Regions from separate parts of the Mus musculus genome. Here region 2 is linked to region 1. Evidence: chromatin contacts called from public Hi-C data. All regions are on one chromosome and are shown on one strand. The core of a region is the stretch at or near the end of the contact, and the rest is flanking DNA. Distances in the headings are between cores, read along the strand shown. Region 1 has its middle 25 kb from the start of Med27. Region 2 has its middle 17 kb from the start of Gm30761.

What was found. Hi-C and Micro-C count contacts between places; a contact is called where the count stands out from the background.
Region 2: a Hi-C map of cerebral cortex shows a contact between it and region 1, with 1.8 times the contacts expected there. The contact joins two enhancer-like sites. A contact is called at or near these places in 1 of 15 datasets of contacts at CTCF or cohesin (embryonic stem cells), 9 of 484 Hi-C or Micro-C datasets (the Ba/F3 cell line, the G1E-ER4 cell line, Th1 cells and 6 more) and 1 of 9 other capture datasets (embryonic stem cells).

What each region holds. Positions count from the first base shown.
Region 1 is chr2:29,318,408-29,325,938 of GRCm38.p6, reverse strand. No RefSeq gene overlaps it. Among named protein-coding and RNA genes, the nearest start is that of Med27, 25 kb to the left of the region's middle. Within about 2 kb of position 5,313, at least 22 of the 459 cell types and tissues checked have an H3K27ac peak or open chromatin away from gene starts, as enhancers often do. A contact at or near this core is called in cerebral cortex, where this site is marked.
Region 2 is chr2:29,560,002-29,566,773 of GRCm38.p6, reverse strand. No RefSeq gene overlaps it. Among named protein-coding and RNA genes, the nearest start is that of Gm30761, 17 kb to the right of the region's middle. Within about 2 kb of position 2,598, at least 30 of the 459 cell types and tissues checked have an H3K27ac peak or open chromatin away from gene starts, as enhancers often do. A contact at or near this core is called in cerebral cortex, where this site is marked.

The DNA of each region.
Region 1 (7,531 bases), core at 4,064-6,563:
ATGTTCAGACACAGGGTTTACGTGCATGCTCAAACCTCGGGTGTAATTTTTTGTTTTGTTTTGTTTTGTTTTTTTGTTTTTTGTTTTTTTTTTTTTTTGAGACAGGGTTTCTCTGTGTAGCTCTGGCTGTCCTGGAACTCACTCTGTAGACCAGGCTGGCCTCGAACTCAGAAATCCGCCTGCCTCTGCCTCCCGAGTGCTGGAATTAAAGGCATGCGCCACCACGCCTGGCTTCTGGGTGTAATTCTTAACACTACCTCTCCTCACAAAATCTAGGAAACATTTTTTTGTTGTTGTTGTTTTTGACTGTGCACTCTTTTTTTTTTTTTTAAGATTTATTAATTTCATATGAGCACACTGTCACTGTCTTCAAACACACCAGAGGAGGGCATCGGATCCCACTACAGATGGTTGTGGGCCACCATGTGGTTGCTGGGAATTGAACTCAGGACCTCCTGAAAAGCAGTCAGTGCTCTTAATCTCTGAGCCATCTCTCCAGCCTGACTGTGCACTCCTGCTGCTTTGGACATCAGTGCAATAGAGAAGTATAAGGTTTTACTAACCTGGGCTAATAGAAGTTTTAAAGACTGCCCACTGATGCCACCAAGAAGTCTCTAAGTAGAAAGGACCCTGGGCTGTGGGGCTATTGAGATGCATTTTGACAGCTCCAGACAGAGATGGCTCCTTTCTGCTCATTGGGTGGAAGAGTTAAACCATTGATTGCCAACCAGCACTGTGATCCTACACATGTGGGGAATTCATTTGTCATGCAGAAGGGTTCATTTTCCCTGCCCTTAGCTGGGCAGAAATTTGCTTTCTGTGCATTACATTTTCTTGTTAATACATGCCTTGCTTCCATAGGATGCCCTCTATTAAACTTGCAGAAGCCCCCCCTGGGTGTTTCTGAACAGCACTGTACACTTTTTGTTTGTTTGTGTGTGTGTGTGTGTGTGTGTGTGTGTGTGACAGCTCAGATAGTTTCTTACAGCATTACTCAGCACACCATTCTGCTGTGTCAGACACAGAGTGATGTGCATCCATACTTTGCCACTTCTTATATCTAAAAGAAGTAAATGCATTCCATATTTGTCATTACATATGACAATTAAGGGATATTTAGGTTGTTTCCAACTTGGGGGTAACTATCACAAATAACATTGCTATGATGGTTTGTGTACAAGTGCTTGGGTGGATTTTTTTCATTCTATTGGATATTTATTTAAAAGTAGAATTGCTGAGTCATATGGTAACTCTTGAGATGGTTGAGAAATTGCCAAACTGGTTTCCATAGTGACTGACACTCCCATCGGCAATGATAAGCATGCCTTCTCCCTGCTTGCCAACACTCTTTACTGTATGCTCACTGATTCTAGCCATCCTAGAGACTGAGAACTGAAATCTCCTTGTGTTTTTGGTTCGCATCTCTAAAAACAGGGGATTCTCAGCATCTGTTGCTGGACATGGTGGCACATGCCTGTGACCTCAGCACTTGGAGGTTGAGGAAAGAGGGTGGTGAGGCCCGGGCTTACCCCAACTCAAGGCGATAATTCAGTGACTATAGTGGTTAGAATGGGAATATTCCTCACAGGATCTGGCTTTTGAACACTTGGTCCCCAGTTGATGGTGCTGTTTGAAGAGGCTCTGGAGGTGTGGCCTTGCTGGAGGAAGTATATCACTGGGGCTGGGATTGGGGTTTCAATCCCTTGTGCCACTTTGAGCTCCCCTTCTGCTTCCTGCTTGAGGTATGAGGTGTGTGTCCTCAGCTTCTAGTCCAGACACTTATGTCTGCAGCCTGAGGCTTCCGTTCTGCATCACCGACTCTAAATTTTTGGAACCATGTGCGCAAATAAGCCCTTTTGATGGGAACCTGTGCTTTCTAGCGTAGTGGAATGCTGGCTAGCGCTCGAGTAAGGTTCAAGGAGATGAGGAACTCAGGTTATTCAATGATCTTCAGTGCTAATGGGTCCAGTGTCATTCAGCAGGCATAGAGAAGATCTCCAGGCAGCTGTGGAGGTATCAACCGGTGCACGTTTGAGTCTGTAATCTGAGTTCTTGGAAGGCAGATGCAAGAGGATATTAAGTTCAAGGCCAGCTTGGGTGAGACCTTGTTACAAGAAAAAAATACATTAATTTGGAACTTATAGACAATAAGTTGCCTTGGTCATGGTGTTTCACCACAGCAAGAGCAAAGTAACTAATACACACCCACAGCTGCTGATGCAAGAGCAACTTCACAGTAATCTAATAAAGAATAGATGGGAGGCGAAGGCTGGGAAGATGGCTCAGAGTTTTAAGAATGCCTTGCTGCTCTTGCAGAGGACCAGAGTTCAGTTCCCAGTAACCATGTCAGGTGGGTCACAATGGCTTATAACTTCAGCTCTCGGGATCCAAGAACACCTGAATTCATATGTGCACGCACACGCGTGCGCACGTGTGCACACACACACACACCCCTAAATAGACAAAAATAGAAGAGTAGCTTATAAATGGACAAAGGGCTGTATGGGGTGTGTGGCTCCACCAGTAAAGTGCTCACCTTGTGGGAGTGAGGGCCTGAGTTTCATCCCCACCAAAAAACAAACAAACAAACATCCATAGGAATAGTGCTGGCAGTTCCAGTGCAAAGGCAGGTGAATCCCTGGCCCCGGTCTGTCTTTTTATTAAGTTCCAAATGGATGTGTTTTCTCTGTGATGACGTCTCACTTAAGCTGGCCTTGGATAGGAGATCCTCTCTCATCTGCCTCCCGAGTGCCCGGATTGCAGACTCAGGCATGCACCAGTCAGCACCACCACACCCACCTGGACATCTCCTCCATGAGTGCTGACTGGCACTTGACACTATCTTTAGCATCGTGGAGGACAGCATCACACACTCTTCATCATCCCAAACTGTACCCAAGTGCTAACCAGCACTCCACGTAACACTAGGAAAGACAGGTTTCCATCTTTAAAAAATAAATAAATAAATAAGCAGAGGCAAGCAGATCTCTATGAGTTTGAGGCCAGTATGGTCTATAGAATGAGTTCCAGGATAGCCAGGAAACTACACAGAGAAACCATGTGTCAAAAATAAAATAAAATAAAATAAAATAAAATAAAATAAAATACCTCAAGCTGCACCTTTGCAACCCTCTCCATTTTGGGTGCAGACAGAGGAGGGGACATCACTCCATTTCATATCTTATGTTTCCTGAGTACTCGCTGGCATCTAGTTGAGTGATCATTCTCTGGGAACTGTTACTAACAAGAGAGGCAGAACTATGCGTCAACTTATACTGACGCTGCCATAGGGGCAAGGCCATTGGGATACTGTGTAGTGAACCAGGCAGGAGAGGACAGTCAGCTGACAAGAGCAGGTCAGAACCAGCTCGTGAGAGAGAACACAATAGGACAAGTCCACTCACCTTCAGGTCTGTCTGTGGCATGCTCTTTAGCTCTGTAAATGGGCTCGTGAACATCCATGCAACGTGCACAAATTAATCAGATACTCAATGATCTGGGCTCAGAGGATATCAGAGGATACATCATTTGATAAAGACATCTCTTTACTGAGGCAAAACAGATCATCTGAAGGAATGGGTGATGTGCCATGTAGTGAGGTGGGTTAAAGGGGGAATGAAACAGAATTATGGATAGAATGACAAGGAGGTGGCTATTTAAGTATGCATTTATTCACTACTGTTATTCGTGTGTGCACACACATATGCCAGGGCATACGATGTGGCTGTCAGAGGACAGTTCTCTCCTTCCACCTTCACGTGGGTTCTGGAGATTGAACCCATGTCACCAGGCTTGCACAGCAACAGGCTTGCCCTCTGAACCATCAAATAACCCCTGGCGGCTATTTTGGTAAGTTGTTCCAATAAGATCTTTCGGGTGTCCCTGGTGTCAAGCTATGAGGTCATCAATAGGAAGGAAGGGCATTCCAATGAGAAGGAATAGCAAGAAAAAAGCCTTGAAGGACAGCACAGAAAGCAGATGCTGGGAGCACAGGAGGGAGGGAGGGCAAGAGGAAAAAGAGAGCTGAGGTCAGAGTTCAGGGCGAGACTACACGGACACTACAGATCAACATTACTAGGGAGTGGAACCGCCTTGGGACTCTACAGCCACAACAAGCTAGCAGACCCAGGGCAAGCTAGTTTGGGGCTTGTTTTTCTCCTTGAATAGGAGGAACTGGAGTGTAAGTGGAGGGCCCAAGGCTTGTCAGGTGGGATAGTGTGTAAAGTCTCCAGGTCATTCCCTCTGAGAACCTCTCTACTACTTAGAATCTGGGCTCCAGCCAGGCCATGTCTTCTGAGAGGACACAGAGAGGAAAGAATGGAAGGGTTGGGAATAAAGCAGAATCAAAAGACTAGTGGATGAGTCTGGCTTATGGAGGTTCAAGCAGGTTTCCTGTTGCCATGGTTGGGTTTTCAATGCGACTGTTCCTGGAATGTCTGCCCAAGTGCCCTATTCTTTCCTTGGTGGAGCTGAGTGTACATAGATTGGGAGAGAGATGATGGGCAGGAAGAAGGTCAGGCTGGTGAACTGAGTCGTGTCGATCAGAGAGAAGTGACCTCTGCATTATTTAGGGAAACAACAAGAGTCCACATACAGAGAAGTTTTAGGGAGGAAGGGCTCCAGTCTGATATTATGAAGGACTTTCTATAGTCAGAAAGGTACTGGTGTCCCCAGGACTGATACTATTCAGGAAAGACACAGGAACATTTATCTGAGATCCTCTGGCTGACATCCCAGGACACTCTTAGGCAGAGCTACGATTTCCATGTTGTGTGGCTGCTTGCTGTCTTGCTTCTAGGTCAGAATCAGACCATTTTGACGAGAGTCTGAAGAGCATGCTGAAGGTCACTTACAGTACACCCGAGTCTTTCCTCGAGTCTCGAGCTGCTGAGGGGTTTTAATTAAGCTTTCCCCTCTGGGCACAACCAGCTTGTTTTTGGTGAGTGCAATATGCCATCCCAGAATATGTCAAACTTCATTTGCAAAATATCAGACTGCTGTTCCCCCCCCCCAACTCCAGAGCCAATCTGCAGAGTAATGTGTTCAATAACTTTGCTCTTTTTTGCTCCCAAAGATAGGTCTCTTTCTGGAGTCAATATCGCAATAAATACGGAATCTGGTGCAAAAGCCAATGGAAAGAAAAGATATTGTTATTTAAAGGCCAAATAACGGCTTAAAATTAGAGTCGTGAAGGCATTGAAAAACACCAGACTTCCCAGATGGCTTGGAGATAATTCACTTTGCACTGGGTCCACTCGTACGCTAAAAAAAAATCCCTTTGACTCCGTTCTCCCCAGATTGAAAGTTGGTGCCTGCGTTAAACATATGTGCTTCTCTCTTTAAATTTAGCTCTGAGTCATGTTGTATTACATTAGGAATCCAGCAGGCAGGCGCTTGGAAAATGTACATCCATGGGTTTATTTTTAAAATGATACAAAAATAAAAATATATATGTTTAAATATATTAGGCAGTATTTTTGCCCAATTTCAAAATGGTTGTTCTTCAGAACAGATTAGATAAAACAATAATAAGGATGACGCTCAGTTCTGGACCGCAGCCCAATCCTGAGAATCCCGGAGTGACTTGGCAGCTCCCATGGCTCCTAGCCCCCTGCATAGCTAAGTGCGGGTTTCGTCACTGAAGCCTCCACCTCCACCCGGGACTAGGCAGCTCCCTTAACAGCTGCAGGGTGGCCTAATTAAGATGCTCCTGCCTCCGGAGTGGCAGGTCTCTGGGCAGAAGTCAGCAAAGGGTGGGAACAGTCAGGTGGGAAGAGGCCAGAGGAAGACAGTCTGGAGGGACAATTTTGGTTTAGTGGTTGTCGTAATGTTTTATGCTTCTGTATCAGAGTACCCACGGATGAGATCTTTATGAAGGACGGAGATTCACTGGTCAGAGTTCTGGAATGGGGGAATCCAAGATAAAGGTCCAGCATCTGCTGAAGGGCTTCTTCCTATGAAACCCCATGGTGGAAATCAGAAGTGTCTGTGTGTATGCCCGGTGTGTGTGTGTGTGTGTGTGTGTGTGTGTGTGTGTGTGTGTGTGTATGAGTGTATGAGTGAATGTACGTGTGTGCACCTGTGTGTGTACATGTGTGTTCCTGAATACTAGTGTGCAAATGAATATTCATGTGTGCACCTGTGTGTGTTCCTTTGTGTATACATGTTTTTGTGTATACATCTGTGTTCCTTTGTGTGTACATGTATGTGTGTGTTCCTTTGTGTGTACATGTATATGTGTGTACATGTGTGTATATTTGTGTTTCTCTGTGTGTACAGGCACATGAGTGTGTGAATGAATGCGCATGTGTGTACCTATGTGTGTACATGTGTGTATGTGTATATATGTGTGAATACGTTTGTTCCTTTGTGTATACAGATGTATGAGCGTGTGTATGAATGTGTATGTGTGTACCTATGTGTATGTGTATGTGTGTATCTGAGAGAGAGAGAGCCCACCCAGGCAGAATGGAGCTGAACTCACTTTGTATGCATGTGCACATGCACCCACATGCTTATGAAAGTGTTCATATGTTCATGACTGTGTAGAGAGACCAGAGGTCATTATCAGGTGTCTTCTTCAGTCACCCTCCACCTCTCTCTCTCTCTCTCTCTCTCTCTCTCTCTCTCTCTCTCTCTGCCCCCGAGTCTCTCTGTGTAGCCCTGGCAATCCTGGAACTCACTGTGTAGACAAAGTTGGCCTCAAACTCAGAGACCAGCCTGCCTCGGCCTGTCCCTCACTCTGCCTTCCTAGTGCTGGAATTACAAGGGTTTACTGCCATGCCTATTTTTTTATGTAAGTGCTGGGATTTGAATTCAGTTCTTTATGCTTGTACAGCAAGCCTTTCCTGACTGAGCCATCTCCCCAGACCAAACTTTTGTAACAACCCACTCCTTCAGTAACGACATTAACCCCCTCACAAGAGCCAAGCCCCGGAGCAGGCGCACACCTCTTCTCAGTCCCTTCCTCTCAACACTGTTGTACTGGGGATTGAGGTTGCAGCACACAGACTTTGAGGGACATGTTCTGGCCATGGAGGAGCTGAACACATGGGCTTTAAGGCCATCAAGTCAGACAGTGCTGACTTCAAATCTTGGCTTTGCCCCTGAATTCTCGGGAACTGACCGGGCCTCACTTGCATCTCACTTCTGGGAAATGACTGATGACTCCCATGACCTACTGTTCCTGCTGCCAGGGCTGTCTGGGACAGCTCATCTACTCATCTTGTCATTTGCCCAGCATACTCTTATTAATACCTTCAGGACAGAAGACCCAAGACTATAGACCCAGATATCTATGACACCCACCCTAGGGGAATGCCAGCTAGTGGATGGGGACATGAAGAAATGATACACGTACAGTCCCTTGGTGAGAATGAGCATGCAGAGAGACTATCTGTAAAGTAGAGCCCCAGCATATGAAGACTCAGGACAGCCTCAGCCAAGACACAAGACACTAGGAGCATCAGCCACTTAGTGGATGCTTGTTGGTTCCTGCCTGTGTTTTCAGTGGCTGCTGTCACAAATGGCT
Region 2 (6,772 bases), core at 1,349-3,848, 240 kb before region 1:
GAAGAGAGCTCCAAGGTCCCAGTTCTTCCCAGCTGTCCTCCATGCTGGGGTGGGTTGATACAGGTGCCTTTGACTCATTTCTGCTCTCTAAGAAACCTCAAGAATCTCACTGGTTATCAAGTCAGACATTAAGTCTACCCTGGGACCACTGGGGTAATGGTGTTCACTTCTCCCTAGGAGTAGTGTCACGCAGCACTCCTACCCTGAGATGCTGGCAGATTTGTATCCCAGTGTAACCAGTCTTCCGTTTTGTCATCTGTAATACAGTCATTAGCTCACAGGCTGTGAGGGAGCATTCAGATTAAAACTTGCATACAGTAGGTGCTAAAGAGATAACCACAGCTGGTCCTTGTTTACCCTGTGCCCTCAGCTTAGAGGAATCCAAGGCCCTGGCACTGCAAGGGTGGCGACCTCGGGTGGCCTTGTCCCGAGGTCAGAAGTGAGACCTGCAGAGGTTCCCAGGAGCCACTGAGATCGGGCATCCTGTTTGGCTGCTCCAGGCAGGGAGAGAGTAGGAGGGAGGGGTTGGGGAGGAAGGAAGTCTGGCTTCTCTCTGTGCAGACATGCCCTGGGGTTTCCAAAGAATTCATTAGCTGTTGCAGCTTTGAGAGTTGATTAGAAAGATGATACCCCCCACCCCCGCCCCACACCTTTTTTTCTTTTCTCTTTTCCGTTGGTTCTTTCAGTCTGCAGCCAGTGGTCCTTGGGGACCTTGGGGACAGCCAGTCAAGGCAAGCGAGGCTGTACCTAAGGGACTGAGACCATGGGTCCCCTGTACTCCCTCCCTCCCTTCTCCTCAACTGCCTTTCCTCCTCCTTTCTCTCCCTCCCTTTCCTTTTCTCTATTCCTCTCCCCTTTGCACCCCACTCTTGCTCACCCTCCCCCTAGGCCAGGGTTGGACACACCTGCTGTGCACAGTGGTTGCCTGATTAAGGGCGGATTGATTGGCCTCAGCTCTCATTAGCATATAGTTAGCAGTGACCCTCTGCCTGGCCTGCTGCCTGGGCTGACCTGAATGGATCCGCTGCTGGTGGGAAGATGGGAGCTTACATCAGGCGCTCCGCTTGGGGACACCAGGGGCTTCCTCGGGGAGAGGCCGGTGGACAGAGGAGCAGGCCTGCAGGCGGCCAAAAAAACGCTCCGGGAGAAGGGGAACTCGGATGCAATGCTTTCTGGGAACTTGACCAATGAGGGATCAGAGAGCCATCCTTGCTCTCCCCCCACCCAGCAGGGGTGGGAGCCCCTCCCCTTCTGATTCTTTATTCTGCAGCAGGTGTAGTTCGGGGCTCAGGGCTTATTTGATGTTTGGACCCTGCTTGGCCTCTGTAGCATGAACAAAAATGGAGATGGGGATATATGGTCCCTCGGTCTCTGAAGAAAAACAGTCTAAAGCTTTCAAGTGCGTAAAGTGGCCGTAGGGGACAGTGACCATAAAGGGCACAGGCTATGAAGTCCTGAGGGCAGGGTGGGATCCTCTGAGTAGGTGGAAGCCTTCCTCCTGTTCCCTGTGCACAATGTATGGCCAGGCTGACCTTCAACCTATGGTGGTGGTGGTGGTGTATGTATGCTCAGTTTCTTTGTAGTTAGCTTTCAAAGATGTGTTTTTAAATTATATGCATGTGTGTGTGTGCACATGACTCCAGGTATCCTGGAAGGTCTCTGCAATTGGAGTTACAGGCAGTTGTCAGGCACTGGGGCCTGAACCTGAGTCTTTGACGAGAGGAGTCTGCATGCTCTTAACTGCAGAGCCAACTCTCTAGCACACAGGCACATTCTTTTGCAAACATGTAAAAAAAGGGCAGTTGTCAGCCCCATGGGTGCAGGGACCTCTTCTGCTGGTCTGTCCCAGCATCACCAAGGGCACCTGTGCATCACCCGTGCAGTGCTGGGGATGTGGGTGCTGAGCAGGTGTTGGCCAAGTTAGAGATCATTCCAGGTGATCTAGGGCTCTGTCTCTTTGGGAACCCTGACAGAACATCTGGCTCTTTTCTGTGGCTTTGGCCTAAGCTTTTAGAAGATAACATGTGTGTGTGTGTGTGTGTGTCGGTGTGTGTGTGTCGGTGTGTGTGTGTGTGTGTGTGTGTGTGTAGTCAAGTTCAGGTAACCCTCTGGCAGGTTATGGGAGAAATAGGGTAGGGAAGACAGACAACCTGGCAAGTGGTTCTTGGTCAACAAGGAATAGACTGCCCTGATGAACAGTTGGCCAGATTCCACATCCCAAGCTACTATGGTCCGGGGTCCCTAGGATGTGGAGCCTCCTGGGTCACACCACTTCAAGCTCAGACCCAGGTAGGACTTCAAAGATGGCGCTGGGAGAGCTGCTGGCTTGGTCTAGCCTGTGAGTAAACAAACAGGAACCCCTTGAGTCCCCTGCAAGCCCGGACCTCAGGAACAAGGCAGGCCTGTGGGAACTCAGCTTCCATACCTGGGCTTGTGGATCCTCTGGCAAAGTTAGTGCCAGTCAAGGAGGTGAGGCAGTCCCAGCTGGCTGGGCCCGAAGGCTTCCGGTGAAGTTGCAGCCCTTTGAGACACTGACTAATAAGCTCTTCGCTTTCTGAGCTGAGTGACTCAGTCACTTCATATAGGATCCCATCTGTCAGTTCTCTCAGAGCCAGTCGGTTTCTAGGCCTCTGGCCAATTAAAAAAACCCGACTAGCTTTGTGTGACTCTGCCGAACAGCTAGTCCTGGTGAGCGTTGTTTGCCTCTGTGGAAGGAGGCCTCTTGGCTGCCCTTGTAGATCCTGCCTTGGAGAGAATTTCAAGTTGTGTGGACAGAAAGGACCAGGAGGCAGCAAGCTGCAAGGAGACACGCCCCCGATACATAGCTGAGCACGCCTCATGAGTAGAAGGCTGTACAGGACAGGAAGTGGAGATCTCATTCACCCTTTGCGTCGATTTGAGTTTTGGTACTCGACACCCTGGAGAGACCTTGGACTTTAGGCTTGATGTAACTGGGTGTGGGGGCAGGGAGTATGGACAGCCTAGGTCGTCCCCAGGACTGGTCACACACTGGATTCTCAGTCTCCTTTGTGCCCCTCAGCCAGTTAGCCTTGCTAATGTCCAGGGGTTGCTTGGGGCCCGAACAAGCTGCTGAGGCCAAGGGGTGGAAGCTGGGGCACCATTGCTTCTGGTGACAGAGACAATGTATATTTCCTGTGGGTAGCCACCCTAAGGCTGATTTGAGCTGAGTTAGAAAACCCCTTTAAGTGTAGGGAGAACTGTCCATGTGGGTGCCTAGGGCAGAGCTACTCAAGAGGTGAGTGCTGGGTTGTAGTTTTTATAGTAAAAGCCTTGGCTCCAGGGGCTTCAGCAGCTTGGTTTGGCCACCATCCTGATACATCCAGCGTGCTAGCTAAAGAGGCCTGTGGTGGTGAAAGCAGGGAGAAGCTGTCCCCCAGAGTGTGCACACTGCAAAATGTTCACTAGTGTGTGCACACTGCAAAGTGCAGATGAAGGGTCTCAGGTCCATCTTCAGGGAACTGATGTGAGGATTCAAACTTTAGATTCAAGTAGAATTGGGAGAGGTACCCCTTCCCCCCACTGCACCCGGGGGAGGGGCGCAAGAGGTGTGCTGACTCAGCCATTCAGAGCACACACACTGCTCTTGCAGAGGACTCAAGTTCAGTTCCCAGTTCCAGGGCATCTGGCGTCCTCTCTTGATTTCAACACACACTTGTGCTCACACAGACACATAAATGAAAATCAGAAAATAAATATATATATATATTTTAAATGTGCCTGCCTCAGGTCTATAGGGTACTCTGAGAAAGTCCTTATTGCCCGAGGGGACAAGCTGGAGCTCTGGAGGTGGACATCCCTGTTGCAAGGTGTGTCCTCTTCCTTTCGAACAATCACTGTCAGCTGGTGCTGGTCTGTCTGTCCTATGAGGCTCTGCTAGTTCTGGAATCTAAGGTGACATGTGGACAATGGCTAGGATGTTACAGGGCCTGGAACAGAACATTGGAAGCTGATAAGGCTTCCTTCCACTCTTACCTTCGTAATTTTGGCTTTGAAGGAGACTGAGAAGGTCATGGTCCTCCTGGTTCTAGACAAGAGTGAGTGACACACAGGCTGTAGGCATGTGACCATAGTAAAGCAGACAAATACGGAGCAGAGGCACAGACAGACTCATCCTGCCTTTATTTACCAGGGTCTACGTAAGGAGACCATGAGCAAAATATCTAAAGGGAATGCCAGTTAGAGGTGCCTTGGGACTGCACAGATCAAAGCTGTCCACAAAGGAAGTGGGGACTGAACCTGTACCCCAGAACCCATAGCAGAACAGCTGTCAACCTGGGCCTCTTCTTTCAAAATTTTATTTTCATCATTGATTTGTATGTATGTATGTATGTATGTGTGTGTGTGTGTGTGTGTGTGTGTGTGTGTGAATGTCTATGAATGTGTGTGCATATGTGGGGGTATGTGTGTGGAGGTCAGAGGACAACTTGTGGTAGTCACTTCTCTCCTTCCACCATGTGGGGCTGGGGATTGAACTCAGGTCATCCATCTCAGTAGTATTTGTCTTTACCAGCTAAGTCACCTCTGTGCCCACCCACACCTCTATAGATCCCCGGTGAACACCACCCATTCCTGGGTCTAGTAGTCCTCTCCATACTACGTAAGAGACTGGCCTGCCTGCCCTTCCAGGCCCATCTCAGGATGCCTCCACCTCCAGCCACTCTAGTCTTGTTCCCGGAATCTCCTATGCCTTAGCTCTCACCCCAGGGCCTTTACACATGAAGTTCCTTCTGTCCTTGTGGACTTTACTCCCACCTCCAGCTGCTGACTTCTGCTTAAACCTTCCCTATCTCCGACCAGCCCAGTCCTCTTTCCTCTGGCTAGGAAAACTATGTGGATTTCTGTCCAACCTGAGTTGTCAGGTGTATCTCAGACAGAGTGACAGGAGTCAAAAGAGGATGCTGGCACCCCGTGCCTGGGTATGGACCCCACCTGGCACAGGTGCCCTATGGGCAAGGGTACCCATTCTCTCTCTCCAATTCTGAGTGCCATTTAGCTCTGGCTAGGGGCCAATTGGGGGCAGGGTGAAGGATTTCTTCGGCTTCCCTAGAACTGTCCGACATAGCAGCTGCCCTGAGCTGGCAGGGCAGTGAGGTCCTGTGGGGATCTGGAAGGCATTCAGGCCACAGGCTGCAAGGCTCAGCTGGTGGCAGGCTCTGCTCCAGCGGAGTGACCTCTGCCTGTGACCCCTCTGGCCATGTTGTATCCTCAGGACCCAAAACCTTCCCTGTGCCTCTGAGTACTCAGGGCTTCCCCCAAACACCTCCATTCCTCAGGTATTAATGAGGCCCTTGGTTGGCATTAGTCACTGGCAAGGGCTGAGCATCTGACATGAGATTGGGTACTCAGCTTCCCCATCTGTGTACAGCAGGTCCAGACTGACATGATGAGGGTACACACCACATGTGGGGGTGCATGGTTCAGCAGCACCTTAAGATATGTATCTCGGGGCTGGTGAGATGGCTCAGTGGGTAAGAGCACCCGACTGCTCTTCTGAAGGTCAGGAGTTCAAATCCCAGCAACCACATGGTGGTTCAACCATCCGTAATGAGATCTGACTCCCTCTTCTGGAGTGTCTAAGGACAGCTACAGTGTACTTACATATAATAATAATAAAAAAAGATGTGTATCTCAGTTCAGGCACAGCAGAGGGCTTACGACCCTGTAATTCCTGCTCTTGGTGATCTGGAGCCCTCTAGTGGCCTCCACTGACACCCACACTCATGTGAACATACATGCAGAAACACACACACACACACACACACACACACACACACACACACACACAGTCTTTCTAAAAAGTGTCTGGCACTCAGCAGGCCTTGACGTTGCCACTTCTCTTTTCCTGTCCCTGCTCTGTGCTGCTTTTCCAAAGCCCTGTCCCCATCACCTCCACTCTGGAAGTGTGTACCTTGCTTCTCCCTCATCGCAGAAGTGGGTTTCCAGCCCTCCTGACTAGCTGATGGATGAATGTATCTGATAGAGACACTCTCCCCAGTAAGAAAGCGGGCAATGACGTCAGCCCGGGCACTGGCACTTGTAGGAGCTTCTGCGTCTAGAGATGCTTTCATTGAGAATCAAGAGCTTTGAGCAAAGAATAAGATGGTGGGAGGAGGGGGAAGCTGGAGGAACTGGGGTCCCCAAAACATGCCACAGGAAGTCCCAGCTCCTTCACTCCTGGCTATGTGATATTGGCCAAGTTCTTAACTTCTCTGAACTTCCTGGTCTCTGAAACGCAGGTAATACTTGGGTAGGTTCTCATCGCTGGAACCCTTCAGTAGAGCCCAGCCCAGCACAGGGCTCCGTACGCTGCCTCCTTTGCTTGCTCTTATGAGCAGGGGTTGGTGATTCAGCCAACAAGTCCATCAGCCTGACTCTGCAAAGCATCACTGAGAGGACTCAGCAGAAGCCCGGGGACAAGCAGATGTGTCCAGAAAGTCTCACTGAGTTCTCTGCCCTGGGTCTGGATAGCCAAGTTTGTAGCTGAATGAGTTTCCAGGGGAGGTATGTCCAGCCAGGCCAGGAGACTTGCTCAAGGTCACAAAGAATTCCCTTTCTTCCTATGCCAAACCGTCTCCTCCCAATGTGTCCCCAAGTTTCCCATGGCCTGTCCAGTGAGAACACTATGAGCCAAAGTGACAGGGACAGGCCAGGAGGCCAGGGAGATGGAGAGCAGCAGGCAGAGAGTCCTTTGGACATCCAACAACTCAGAGCGTAAGGCAACTGGAATTTTCCAGGCCCTCTCTGCAGGAGC